2 separate regions of the Gossypium arboreum genome follow, and region 1 is linked to region 2. The links are chromatin contacts, called in public Hi-C maps. All regions are on one chromosome and are shown on one strand. The core of a region is the stretch at or near the end of the contact, and the rest is flanking DNA. Distances in the headings are between cores, read along the strand shown.

Region 1 (6,810 bases), core at 1,124-3,623, 660 kb after region 2:
AGCCATAGGTTTATTTTTATATGATTTGAATGGTTTTTAATGCGATTCTCTTAACTTTTAAAATATATTTATTAAGTTAATTAAATTTTAACTCGATTGATATTGGTATTATTATTATTAGTATAAAAAATATGAGTTTGATTGATATTGGTATTATTATTATTAATACAAAAAATATGAGTTCGAATATACTTGAAACGTATTAATATGATTAATTCTAAACATTGTATTAATGAGAAAAATCTATAATAAAATTAATGTTTAAAAAATATACGTATAGCATGCATAACAAAAAAGCTGTTATTTCGAGCTTTTAAGATTTTAGATCTTGATGTATCTATTGGACATACAAAATATCAAAATATATAGTCATCTATTAAGCTTCTCTCCTCTCTCTAATTTCTGCTCACCTAATACCTAATCCATGGAGATTTTTCGTTGCTACCTTTTTAACTGTGTTTGTTTTCATTTTAACTTTTTATCAACTACAGTAATCTTTTATATAGTAATGTTATCTAATAATAAAGCTAAAAAAACAAAACTGGGGTTGGCCAATGGCAAGCTGGTAGAAGTTGATTACTTGAAATTTTTATATTGGGTAAACTATATTTATGGTCACTTTTATTTATCTCAGGTTACATTTTTGTTACTTATGTTTGAAATATTACGTTTTAATCACTTACATTATCGTGTTGTAACATTTTAATCACTGAGTCGTTAATTGTCGTTAACGTATAACGGTAAGCTAACGTGACACGTTAAATCATCATTTCAAACAAAAAATTTAGGTTAAATTATACAATTAGTCTCTATTTTTTTATTTTGAGCAATTTAATTTTTTTATTTATGTTCTTTTAACTTTCCTCTCTTTTTTTCATTCTCTTCTATTGATCCCTCTGTTTTCCTACCTTATTCATTTCTTTTAACATATCAGTAAATCAAATTGACAGCGAAGAAAGAAGCATGCTATGATGGCTTTCAACTTCCTACTTCTTTCTTCGCTATCAATTCGATTTCCTGATATGTTAAAAGAAATGGAAAGATAGGAAAATGAGGGAGAAACAGAAGAAAATGGAAAAAAAAAGTTTAAAGAACATAAAAGAAAAAAATTAAACTACTCAAAATGAAAAAAAAATATAGAGATCGATTATATAATTTTACCTAAAATTTTCGTTTGAAATGATAATTTAACGTGCCACATCAACTTACCGTTACATCGTTAATGACGATTAACAGCTCAGTGACTAATGTTACAACACAATAATGTAAATGACTAAAACATAACATTTTAAATATAAGTGACTAAAATATAACCTAAGATAAATAAAAGTGACCATGGTTATAGTTTACTCTTTTATGTTTTAGTTGGATTTTCATATTATGGAAATTATGTATGAATTATTTTTTGAGTAAGACTTAAATTATGAAATTGTATTTAAATTATACACATTTTTAGTAAGTTGATCCTTAAATTTTGTTTTTAGTCATAAGTGGTGTTTAAATTATGTTCTATTACTCAAATTACTCTAAAAATTGACACTGTTAAAAAATGCTTTACTAATTATATATTGACACGTGACACTTTTTAACTAATAAAATCCAAAAAAATTAAATATTATTTATTTAAGTTTTTCTTAAATGAAAAACTTAAAATCTGTGTTTATTTTATTTTTACACAAAAACTTCAATAAAAAATTTGAAGAACTCGTAAGAAAACTACTCCAAACCTAATAACCGACAAAAAACCTTAGATTTCGACGTTTTTTTTATTGTTAAACTCGATTCAAAATTCATGTATTATTTATGTTAAAAATAGTTATCTTCATTCTTTTAGATAACTATTCTTTTAGATATTACAAATCAAAGTTATCTTAAAGAAGTATAATAAAATTAGTTTAAAATGTGCCACAAGTATATGTAATTCTTAAAAATTGAGAATTTAATCTTTATATTTTTATTTTATGAAATTTAATTTTTCTATTTTTTAAATTTTAAAATTCAGGTTTAACTATTAAATATTATTAAATTTTTTATTAAATTCAAGTTAACTACAAAGTATTTTTTTAGTTACATGACTATCAAGTGAGTTTTTATTTTAAAATATCATAACAATAAATTTAACAAAATTTTAACATTATTAATAATTAGACCTAAATTTTAAAATCTAAAAATAAAAAAACTAAATTCTATTAAATTTAAGCACATACACTAAATTCTTAATTTTCAAAAGTAGAATTACTTGTCGCATATCTTAACCATAAAAATAATATAGGGAGTAAAAGTAGAAGTAAACCATCTATATCAGCAATAAAACGCCGTCGTGAAACGTTATTGCATTTTTTTTTATAAAATAATGTGACCGTTAATTTAAAAATATAGAGAAAAGGACAGCGAGTACAAACGCATATACCCCACTCTCATCACTCTCTTTGCCTCAGCTCTGCGCTGCTCTGCTGCACTGTCTGCCTTTGTCTTCTCCTTTTCTCGTTGTCCTATCCTTGGCAGTATCCCACTCTCAATATTTCTAATCCCCAAACCAAATATCTAAAGATAATAGCCGAAAGAACCACCGCGAACGGCGCAGCATTGGATTTATTTGGCTGTCGGAACCGGTGGTTGCTAACTGGCCAATTGTTTCTGCTAAAAATGGGGTGTGCCCAGTCCAGAATAGAGAACGAAGAATCTGTGGTTCGATGCAAGGACCGGAAGAACTTGATGAAAGATGCGGTCTTAGCTCGAAACGCCTTCGCCGCCGGTCACTCTGGGTACGCCATTTCGTTGAAGAACACCGGCGCTGCCTTGAGTGACTACGGTCATGGGGAAGCTGAAGAGCCCCTCGAAGAACAACCACGTGGGATTCCTCCACTTGACTCCACTCCTCAGCCGCCTCCTCCGCCTCCTATGATGGACAACCTTCCTCCACCTCCTCCGCTTCCTAACTTCTCCCCTAGCCCCGTCGCTCCCATCAAACGCGCCCTCAGCATGCCAGAAATGCCCATCAAGAGTCGCAAGGAGTTCGATTCTTCACTCGCTATTGAAGAAGAAGAAGAAGAGGAAGAAGAAGAAGAAGAAGAAAATCATGTAGAAAACGAGGCGCTTGAAAAAAATCACAATGAAGGTCTCAGAAAAGACTCACGAGGGCCTAATAAGGAAGATATGACGGCGTCGACATCGAAGAACAACAATGTGACCCACCCGCCGCCGATGCCGGAAGCTAAACACATGGCTTGGGATTACTTCTTTATGGTCGACAATAACATGCCGGGTCCGAGCTTGGATTTGGACAACAATGACAACGAGACCGAGGTTAGAAATGCTGAACCTTTCGCTAACAATGTGAGTGGTGTGGGGTTTAATAGCCATGGCGGAGCCGATAGTGAGATTGAGCCCAAGACTCCGGAGAGGCCGGAGAAGATGGCGGTGGAGGATGATGTTAAGGGGAAACAACAGGTACAGATGGAGCATTCGAAAACGGCTCCGGCAGATTTCAGGAGAATGGTGAAGGCCGTTTCTAGTGTGAATTTGATGCTGGTTTTGAATGAGATTGATGACCATTTCTTGAAATGCTCAGAGAGTGCTCAAGAGGTTTCTAAGATGCTGGAGGCTACCAGGTTGCATTATCATTCCAATTTTGCTGATAATCGAGGTAATCTGCTTGCTTTTCTAAGTTGCCTAATATGTTTTGATTGTGACAGTTTAGGTTTTCCATGTTTCATGTTCTGCACCTAGTTGAATTTCATAAATTTAGGTTTTCACTGCAATTTTATGTGAAAGACTGTTTGGATCTGGGGGAAATTTTTCTTTTTTGTATTTTTAAATGATTTAATGGACTTTTTGTGTAAAGTGTGTCTTTGCATTTAGATCTTGTTGTGCTTTACCTTTATGTTTTAATCTGGCCTTGACCTTACATCTTTATACTTTATTCTTTACCACAAAACAAAGCTGCTATTTTTTATTGAGTAAAATGGCATAGTTGAAATGATCTAAAAGTTTTAAATTTTTTGTGCAGATCTTGTCCTGCAATTTGTAGTTGCAATTAGAAAGAGAATTGCTTTATCTTTAATGTAATGATCTCATTGATCGTAGGACATATTGATCATTCCGCGAGGGTAATGCGTGTCATTACATGGAATAGTTCTTTCAGAGGTATGACAAACGGTGAAAACAGGAAGGATGAGTTTGATTCTGAAGAGCACGAGTCTCACGCCACTGTCCTGGATAAGTTGCTAGCATGGGAAAAGAAACTTTATGATGAAGTAAAGGTACATTTTAAGACTCTGGTTTATCTGTTTCTCTCTTCACTTTTTCTTTTCTTTTTTTATGGCCAACTGCTTTTCATGGCGATCCATGTTGATAGGCATGTTGTTAAGCTTGTTTTTTAAACTTGTTCCGAATGTTATGAAAATTTGGTCCCGATTGTAGCAAGGAGAGCTGATGAAGCTCGAGTATAAAAGGAAGGTAGCTTGGTTAAACAAGCAGAAGAAACGTGGCGCTAGTGCTGAATCATTGGAGAAAACAAAGGCGGCTGTAAGTCATTTGCATACAAGGTACATAGTTGACATGCAGTCCATGGATTCAACAGTGTCAGAAGTTAATCGATTACGTGATGAGCAGTTATATCCGAAACTTGTTATGCTTGTTGATGGGTAAGTTTTCCTATGAAAATATCTAGAAATTTGTATATTGGTTCTAATATTGCTGTAATTGGCATCTTTACTTCATAAGTTTATCCAGGATTGTTTGTGTTGCCTGTTCAGATTAAGAGACCTACTTATTGCCAATGGCTTGAATTGAATTTAATCATGACCATAAATTTTGACATCTAATTTGCAGGATGGCTAACATGTGGGCAAGCATGTGCATACATCATGATAGGCAGCTCAAGGTTGTTGAAAAGCTTAAGTCTCTTGACGTTGCCCTCAGTTCCAAAGAAACAACAAAGCAACACCACGACTGGACCATCCAACTTCATAACGTTGTCCAAGAGTGGCATTCGCAATTTGATAAGCTCGTGACCAATCAAAAGCAATACATTCTATCTCTCAACAACTGGTTAAAGTTGAATCTCATCCCTATCGAAAGCAGCTTGAAAGAGAAAATCTCATCTCCTCCGCGAGCGCAGAATCCTCCCATCCAAGCACTCCTTCATGCATGGCACGATTGTCTTGAAAAGCTTCCTGACGAGGTTGCCAAATCCGCTATCTCTTCATTTGCTGCAGTGATAAAAACAATAATCATCCATCAAGACGAAGAGATGAAGCTAAAAGAAAAATGCGAGGAAACTAGGAAGGAATTCTTGCGCAAGAGCCAGGCATTCGAGGAATGGTATCACAAGTACAAGCAACGAAGATCTGCATTGGATGAAATAGATGCAGGTGAAGACATGAATGCAAAGGATCCTGTCTCCGAGAGGCAGCTTGTGGTCGAGAGCTTGAAAAAGAGGTTGGAAGAGGAAGCCGAAGCTCTCAAAAAGCACTGCATTCAAGTGCGAGAGAAATCTATTGGAAGTCTTAAAATCCGGTTGCCTGAGATATTCCGCGCATTGTCGGACTATTCTCACGCCTGCTCTGAAGCTTATGAAAAGTTAAGGAGCGTCACTCAGTCACAAAAAACAAATGGTGCCCCTTCATAACATACCTCACCACCACTTCTTGGTAATTTCCTATTAACTTATAGTATCTTTTAGTGAACTGCAGCTTTTAGGGTAAACAGTACTTCTTGGCAATGCAATATAGCTATCTATTATTTATGTCCTTATAATTTGGATTCAAAGTTGCATGAAATTTTGTCACTGGACAATCAGTAGCTTTGATATTCATTACTCATGAATGTTAGGTGAAGTGGTCTACTTGATTTTACTAATTTTGGGTCTGGCTTTAACATCCATTTAATGATTTTTTTTTTTTTTTGGGGGGGCGGGCATAATTTGGTAAATAGTAGGATTGCTTTTTGCAGTCCAATATATCAAGTTGCAAGGACCGCATTAACTACGATGGCGACTTTATAGTTGATCATCAAACTTCTAATCCAATTACTAGGAAACTAGATTTACCCTAGTGTTTTTGCCATTCCTTGCTTGTCAAAGGAAACATTCTTTCGGCTGCTGAACTTTTTGACTCTTAAAAGCAGCTAAACAACCTTAATTTTTTTAATATTTTCTATTCACCGTCTTTAAAATCACAGTTATTTCATTTATAGATTAACCCATAGTTTGCTTCTTAAATTTGTCTAAAAGTATTTAATTAGTACTTGAATTTTTTATATTTAGTTAGTGCATGAACTTATATTTCGCTATTCAAATGGGTACTTTCATACTAACACTATTAGTTTGTACAGATGCGGCACTGATGGCCAATCCTATAATGACATATGGTAGTTTCTCAATGTGATATAGGGGTGGATATAAATTTTAAAAAACTTTAAAAATATATAAATTAATTTTAAAAGTATAGTTTTTGAACAAATTCAAGTATCAACTAAATATTTTTTGGACAAATTCAGGTTCATGAGGCAAATTACTTGTTAATTTTTAAAAATTAATGTTGTTAACAAATTGAGGCAATGTATAAAACGGAAACAATTCATATATCAGAAAATGTAAGTAGGAATTAAAGATACTTTTAGAAAAATTTAAATTTAAGGTATTTTAGATAAATTCAAAGAGTAAACTACATATTAATTATTTATATAAAATTTTTTCTTCCTTTTCTTTATTTTATTTCCTTTAATTTTATTTCCAATTAAAATTAATAAAAAGTTTTACAAGACTTTGTAACTTTTTAACTATTTTATATATTTTAATTGGATTTT
Region 2 (7,167 bases), core at 193-2,692:
TTTGACTATGTTTTAGTTGGCATATAAAAATGAAAATTGAGAAATTCTTTTGTTTTTTTGCAATTCTAAAACATGAGGGGACAGCATGAGATTTTTTTTTTGTTTACTGTAATTAACTTTATTATAAAACAACTCAGAATTTTAAAAATTATCAAAATCCTTTAGTGGGTTGATTTTTAGCTTTAACTGTTTATAGAGGAAAAAGAAAAGAAAGGGGAAGAAAGAGAGACGCCATAGCCGTTGTTAAAAAGAGGGTTTTTTTTTTTTTTTTCTTACTGTATCTCTGACCACAACTGAAGGCTTAGCATTGTGATTGTAGAGATCCAAACAGACCTCCATGCCTGAATTCCCACACCCCACCACCAAAACCCTTTTCCCTCTAAACTCTTCTCCACTTTTATATGAACTCGTATGCCTTATATCCCCACCGAACTCACCCATTCCTTCTATCTCCGGCACCACCTCCTCCGCATTCTCCCCCGTCGCAACCACCAGCCACCGGCAAACGTATTCCGTCTCTTTTCCCTTCGACCTCACGCTTCTTACGCGCCAAAAACCGACCGTCGGGTCGTACTCGGCTCGCGAAACCGTCTCGTTGAACCGTGGCCTGATATCGAACTTCTTGGCATAGGATTCGAGGTAGTCGACGAATTGTTGTTTGGTTGGGTACGTAAGGAAGTCGGTAGGGAACCCCATGAGTGGAAGCTCACAAAACTGCTTCGGCAAGTGAAGGTGTAGGCGATCGTAGGTCTTGAATTGCCACAACGATGCTATGCAATTGGATCTCTCTAGGATTACACTGGGTACACCTTTGGCTTTCAAACAAGCCGCCGCCGCCAGACCCGACGGCCCTGCTCCGACGATGAGTGGCCCCGGAACGTATACGCAACGCGACGACCGAGAACACGATTTATTCATCTTCTCAATGAATATAGGATCATGAGCTTGTTTTCCTTCTATTTCTCTCAAGCTGTCCATGGAATACAAAAGAAGTGGTGACGCTACCTTAATTTTGGGGTTTGCTAAGACTAAGAGCAAAGAAAAGGGGGTGGTGGAGCTTAAGAGAAAAAGCAAAACTGAAGAGAAACCATGTTATTTTGACAAGAAAAAACGTGGTGTATGTTGTTGTAGGAGAAGATTAGGCGGAGATTTAGTGATAAATTTACTTTCTTTAAAGGGAGATTAGGTTTTTGTGTGTGGCCTTTATATATTGGAGAGTTGTGATCCACTTAGAGTTGAAAAATTCAGTTGTTGTTTGATCTATGATTTGGGGCTAAGCAGGTAATGGCTTAAACAGCATTTGAAGACTGAGAAAGAGAGAGAAAGAGAGTGAAACAGAGACCGAAGGAATGAAACAAAGAGACGGTGATATGTGTATAACTCTCTCTCTATATATATTCCTTTTGTTCACTCAGAAATTCATTTCATACACATAAACATATGAGGGGGAATTAAAATTTAAGTGGTAAAGGAGGCTAAAAAAGAATTCAAGTGGGGACATCACATTACATTTATTCTTTTTATTAACCCCCCGAAATTGTGAACTAAACCTCGCTTTGGTTTATTAATTTCTTTTTATTTGTATTATCAATTTAGTATCAGAATTTGTTATTTAATCGTGACTCAGGTGTGCTAGAAGACTAGTTTTGATATGATATATGGAAAACATTTATAATATGTGCATGTATATATCTATCATAGATTTTAATGATAGTTTAAAATTTTGTCAATTTGTATTAAATATACTTTAGGGTTACCATTTAACATTGAAATTGTCGATTAGGTTGATGGAAGGACTTGATTGATATAATATTAAAATTTTGAAAATTTAATTAGAATGTTTTAAAATTTAAAGACTAATTTAAAATTCAAACTATAGTTTGGGGATGTATGGTAAAATAAATCCATTCTTAACAAATAATCCCTAAATTAATCCTGATTAAGATAAGTTAAAACAGATATTAATCTAGAAGATTGTTGGTAGGATTCTCACTGGATTTGGAGTTTTTATTTTTATTTTTAGGGTAATCTATAAAAATAGTCACTTTTGTTTGCCTCAAGTTATATTTTAGTCATTTATGTTTGAAATGTTTCTTTTTAGTCACTTATGTTATTATTTTGTTACGAAGTGATCACTCTACCGTTAAGTTCCGTTATCTCTCTAACGGTAATCCTACGTCCCAATCCAACTAGATTTTAAGTGCCAACTTGGATTTCTAAATGGGATAAAAATAGATTTTTAATTAAAAATTTAATTAATTAAAATTTTTAAACTTAAACCTTAACTAAAAAAACTGTTCATATCATCTTTTTAATTTTTCTTCCATATCTTCTTTTTTCAATGGGTTTTTTTTTCTTTCTCATTTGATTGGAAAAACTATTATTAAGATCAAAATAGTTGAAATCAAATTGATTCCTTCATAAAGATAGATTCAATGGAAAGTTCAGGTATGTCTTATTTGTATTCCTCTATCTCTTTTATTCAGTATTGAAAAACAAAAGATTAGATTTTTTATTTGTTGTAGGCCAATTTTAACCCATTTACGTCAAAACCCAATTTAGCCTTACCTAACCCACCAAAATTAAACCCAAAACTCAAAATCTTAACTACCCAAAGCCCAATTTACATCAAAACCCCAATGGCCCAAACCCTAAGCCCAAATTAAAATAAAAAAACCTAGCCCACAACCTAAACTTTTCTCAACTAAATCCTAGCCTTTGCCACCACCAACTCCACTAGCCACACTTGCTCTACCACCAACTCCACTAGCTACACTTGCTCCACTACCTATTCCACTAGCCACACTCCACCACCCATTGTACCTACAAATGAAGACATAAACAATAAAAAATATTTTGTAAATGGCTATACAAGCCTTCTCATATTTTGTATTAAGGGAGAGGAAGAAGTTTTAGGGGAGAAAGTTATTGTAAAGGATTTTTGAGAGGTTTTTTTAGAGTAATCAAGGAGAAGAGTTATTGTAAAGGCTAGTTTTTGGAGAGAGTAGTTTTTTGGAGATTAATCAAAGATCAAAACAAAAAAGGTTTCTTCGTCTATTCTCGTTTTAAGTTCTTTGTTTGCTTATCATTTTTTCTTTCAATCTTATTTTGTTTCTTTTATCCGAAAGTAAAAATAAAAGGAGGAAGCTTATCCATTTTTACCGAAAAAGTTTTTTTTGAGGTCCGGCTACCGTGTACGGTGGCGCCGATGGTGGCCGGCGGCGGTCCGGTGACCGGACGGTGGCCGGCTTTGTGGCCGAAAATCACCCACTCTCTCCCTCTCTCTTTTTTTGTTATTATTATATTTCTTAATATTATATTATATATATATTCTTTTAATATATTAGGTATATTCTAAATTCTATATTACGTATATATATTATACTATTTTATGTATATATCTTTAATACTATATTATTTATATATATATATATATATATATATTACATGTTATCTTATGTGTATATTTTAATTATATTATCACGTATTTATTTTTTATATATGTACATATTTATGTAGTATTATTAATAGTATTATTTTTAAACATCATTTTTATTTTTAATATATATATATATTATGTACACCTTTTATTTCTATTTTATTTTTTATTTGTCAATATTAATTATTATTATTCTAATATTTTGATATTTTAATATTTTATATTATTCACATCACTATTCGCATTTTTTACAATAATATTCTTAGATTTTTTTACTATCATTTTAGAAATTTTTACATTTTAATTTTAAGAATAAGGCAATGTATCGATTTTAACATTAAGTCATTGATTTCATCGCTATGTTGGGTGAAGTTAGTCGGCTCGTGTTAAAAACGGAATATTCTTCTAAAAAACCAAAAACTTACAACTTCTCATTTCCTTCAATCGGATCACACTTAAATGTCAAATTGAATTCGTATTTTTGAAAATCAAGACAACACGTGTTTAATAAGATACCAATTTTGGGCGTCGCGAGGGTGTTAATACCTTCCTCGCGCGTAACTGACTCCCGAACCCAACGTTACTCTGGCTTTTGACGTAGACCTAAATTTGGCCTTCATTTTTGTGGAAGAATAAGTTTTCTTTTCTAAAAAAGGATGATTTATTAGGTGTTCGGTCACACCTAGAAAAAAGATCGGTGGTGACTCCCTTTTTTAATAAAATCGAAAGTCGATTTTTAAATTTTCAAATAATCGCCTTAATTAGCGACCGAAAGAGAAATTTTTACGTCGCTACATTATTGTTTAATGAAAACCCTAAATTAAAATTCTTGATATTTTGTTCTATTTTTTGAAATTTTTTGTAAACATGTATTTTATTTTGCGTCAATAGACATCCTATAAAATGCAACCAGAAACATGTTTCATTCAAGCTAATTTTAAAATTTTCATAAAAGGGCTGTTACTTTCACTGTTCTTGTTCCTAATTATTATATTTTCTAGTTCTTTCACAGTTCTTGAATAATTGGTTTCTCAATCAAATTTTTTCTGATCTAAATCAATTTGCATGTTCACAATCTCTTTGTGAGTATTCAAGATTATTCTTTGTTATTACTGATTTCGACTATGTTGATCTTAATAATAGTTTTTCTAGTCAAATGAAAAAAAAAACCATTGAAAAAAATAAGAGATAGAAGAAAAATTAAAAAGAGGAGATGAACAATTTTTTTAGTTAAGGTTTAGGTTTGAAAATTTTAATTAATTAAATTTTTTTAATTAAAAATTTATTTTCATCCCATTTAGAAATCTAAGTTGGCACTTAAAATTTAGTTGGACTGCCACCTACGATTACCATTAGAGAGATAAGGGAACTTAACAGCAGAGTGATCATTTTGTGACAAAATAATAACATAAGTAACTAAAACGTAACATTTTAAACATAAGTGACTAAAATGTAACCTGAGACAAACAAAAGTAACTGTAGATTACCCTTATTTTTATTATGCTTGGCAATCATAGGTTGGACTTGACCAAGGGGTAGGGATAGCAATACAATAGTGCGAGTATTGTTAAATTTATTACTGTTTCATAGTTGGCAAGTTTTGTTCTATCATCAATCCCACTCAATTATGAATGCATAATTTTAAAAATTATTATCATCTCTATAGATGTTCGATTCATTTATTCCAGTTTCAATTTAATTTAAATTTTGTTACTTATATTTAATATTTTTAATCTTTTTAAACTCAAGAAAATACTTAAACATAATTCTTCAAAAATATATAAATTTTTTCTATATTATGTTATTACCTTTTTACCTTCTAATAATCTATATATATAAAAGATAAAATGATAATTTTATATAATGAAGTAGATAGGATTAGAGTAAGCAATTATCATAACTATCCTATATCCACTATTTAAAAAAATATCCACCCTAAATTTACTTTTCAAAAAAAAAAAAATTCGTTCTATTTAAAATGAAACGATTCAAAATCTATGGAGGGATTTCAATTTTACCATCCGGGGAGTTTGAATTGTAGCGAAGATGTCAGCCACATCCAATGGTGTTGAATAAGTACATTAATTAATTATATTATGATATTTTCTTTGATTCTTGGGGCCAGTTCTGTAATCATGGGGCGATTAGATTTAGTGACATTATTATTTCAAGTGAAAGTAAAAAAAGGATAAAAAGGTGAGATTGCAATGCATGTGCATTTTGTTCAGTTCTATGTATTACTTGTCCCCAAGTCATCAACACATGTTTTAGCTTTGATTTTCTTCCTTTCTCCTTTTCAAGCTTGGAATTAATATACTCAAATTGACTATATGTATATAAATGTGATCTTTCTTGTCATATATTGCGATGGTATAAAATGATGCAGCCACGAAGTAAGTCTCAAAATAAAATTTTAAAATTTGGAGTAAAAAATAAGCGTAAGTGGAATGCTTGATAAAAGAATGGTACTATAAATGATAATATTTAGTTTCGTAGAAGGTGATGGTGATTGTGACAATGGTGGTGTTGTTTACAGTTTACAGCATGATTTAATAATTTTTATTTTATTATATATATACACATTCATTTTAATATTATGTCCTTAAATGCCATTTTTTATTTTCACCTCATCACTATTGTTGCGTTTGGATCCAAATATATATATATCTTACTACTGATTCTAATATCACCGTCACAGTACTTGATCTTACCACTACAACTATTTTTAATCTCATCAGAACTAATCTCACCTCCTATCTAAATGAAGCTTTAGTAATGATTTTGTATTTCTTAAAATATTTTTGGATTTAACAAATCCATATTTTTATACTTTTCTTAATTAATTTGTCCATGATATGTTCATTTTTTTTTCTTACAGTTTACCTAACAAATGAAATTCAAATCCAAATGTTCAAATCCTTATTCTCAAATGGAGCATTAAGGAATTTATTCTTTAGGGATGGTAAAACTCAAATTGTCTGATGGATCTCGAATTGATCCGCTTTGAATATAGAGAAGTGGATGCGAGGCGGGGTGGATTTTTTCCTCTAGGTAATGGGTATGAAGCGGTTATGATAATTGTTTGCTCCACCCCGACCTACTCCACTATATGAAATTACCATTTTATTTTTGTATATATAAACTATTAAAAGGGTAAAAAGTATTAATGAAATATAGAAAAATCCATATATTTTATATTTAAATATTTTTTGAAGAATTTTGTTTAAATATTTACTTTGACTTTAAAAAAAGTTAAAAATATTTAAGATAAGTAGAAAAATGAAAATTGAAGCGGAATATGGTGGGGCGGGGATAGATGTATCAAATATTCATGGATGTGGTGGTGATTTTCAAGATTATGCATCTATAACGGAGTAAGGTGAGTGATGGAGTAGAGTGTGGAAATTGTGGAGTGGTGGTGGATTTAACAATATTCGTCTTCATACTGTTCCATTGCTAGCGCTATTAGTCCCCTTATTTTTATATTTAAAATACAAATACTATTATTAACATCGTTAAATTTCTTTTACTATATTCAAGTTCATTTTACTTTTATGTTACACAATTATTGAATTTTTTTAAATGTTATACCAATAAATTTAATAGATGAATATTAATACTGTTAATAATTTATAAAAAATTTAAGTCCAAAAAATTTTTAAAATTTTAAAATAAAAATAAAAAATTAAATTTCGTGGACTTAAAACATATTTCAACAATATATGAAT

What was found. Hi-C and Micro-C count contacts between places; a contact is called where the count stands out from the background.
Region 1: a contact with region 2 is called in a Hi-C map of leaf, with 4 times the contacts expected there. The contact joins the promoter of LOC108473836 here to the promoter of LOC108455349 in region 2. A contact is called at or near these places in 2 of 5 Hi-C or Micro-C datasets (both in leaf).

Annotation. Positions count from the first base shown.
Region 1 is chr6:105,845,838-105,852,647 of ASM2569848v2, forward strand. LOC108473836 (protein ROLLING AND ERECT LEAF 2-like) reads left to right here and starts at 2,374. Exons shown (of 4, transcript XM_017775619.2): 1 at 2,374-3,646; 2 at 4,087-4,262; 3 at 4,423-4,646; 4 at 4,834-5,862. The coding sequence starts at 2,647. The coding sequence ends at 5,632.
Region 2 is chr6:105,189,534-105,196,700 of ASM2569848v2, forward strand. It overlaps LOC108455349 (indole-3-pyruvate monooxygenase YUCCA6-like), which reads right to left and starts at 1,443. Exons shown (of 4, transcript XM_017753923.2): 1 at 277-1,443. The coding sequence starts at 978.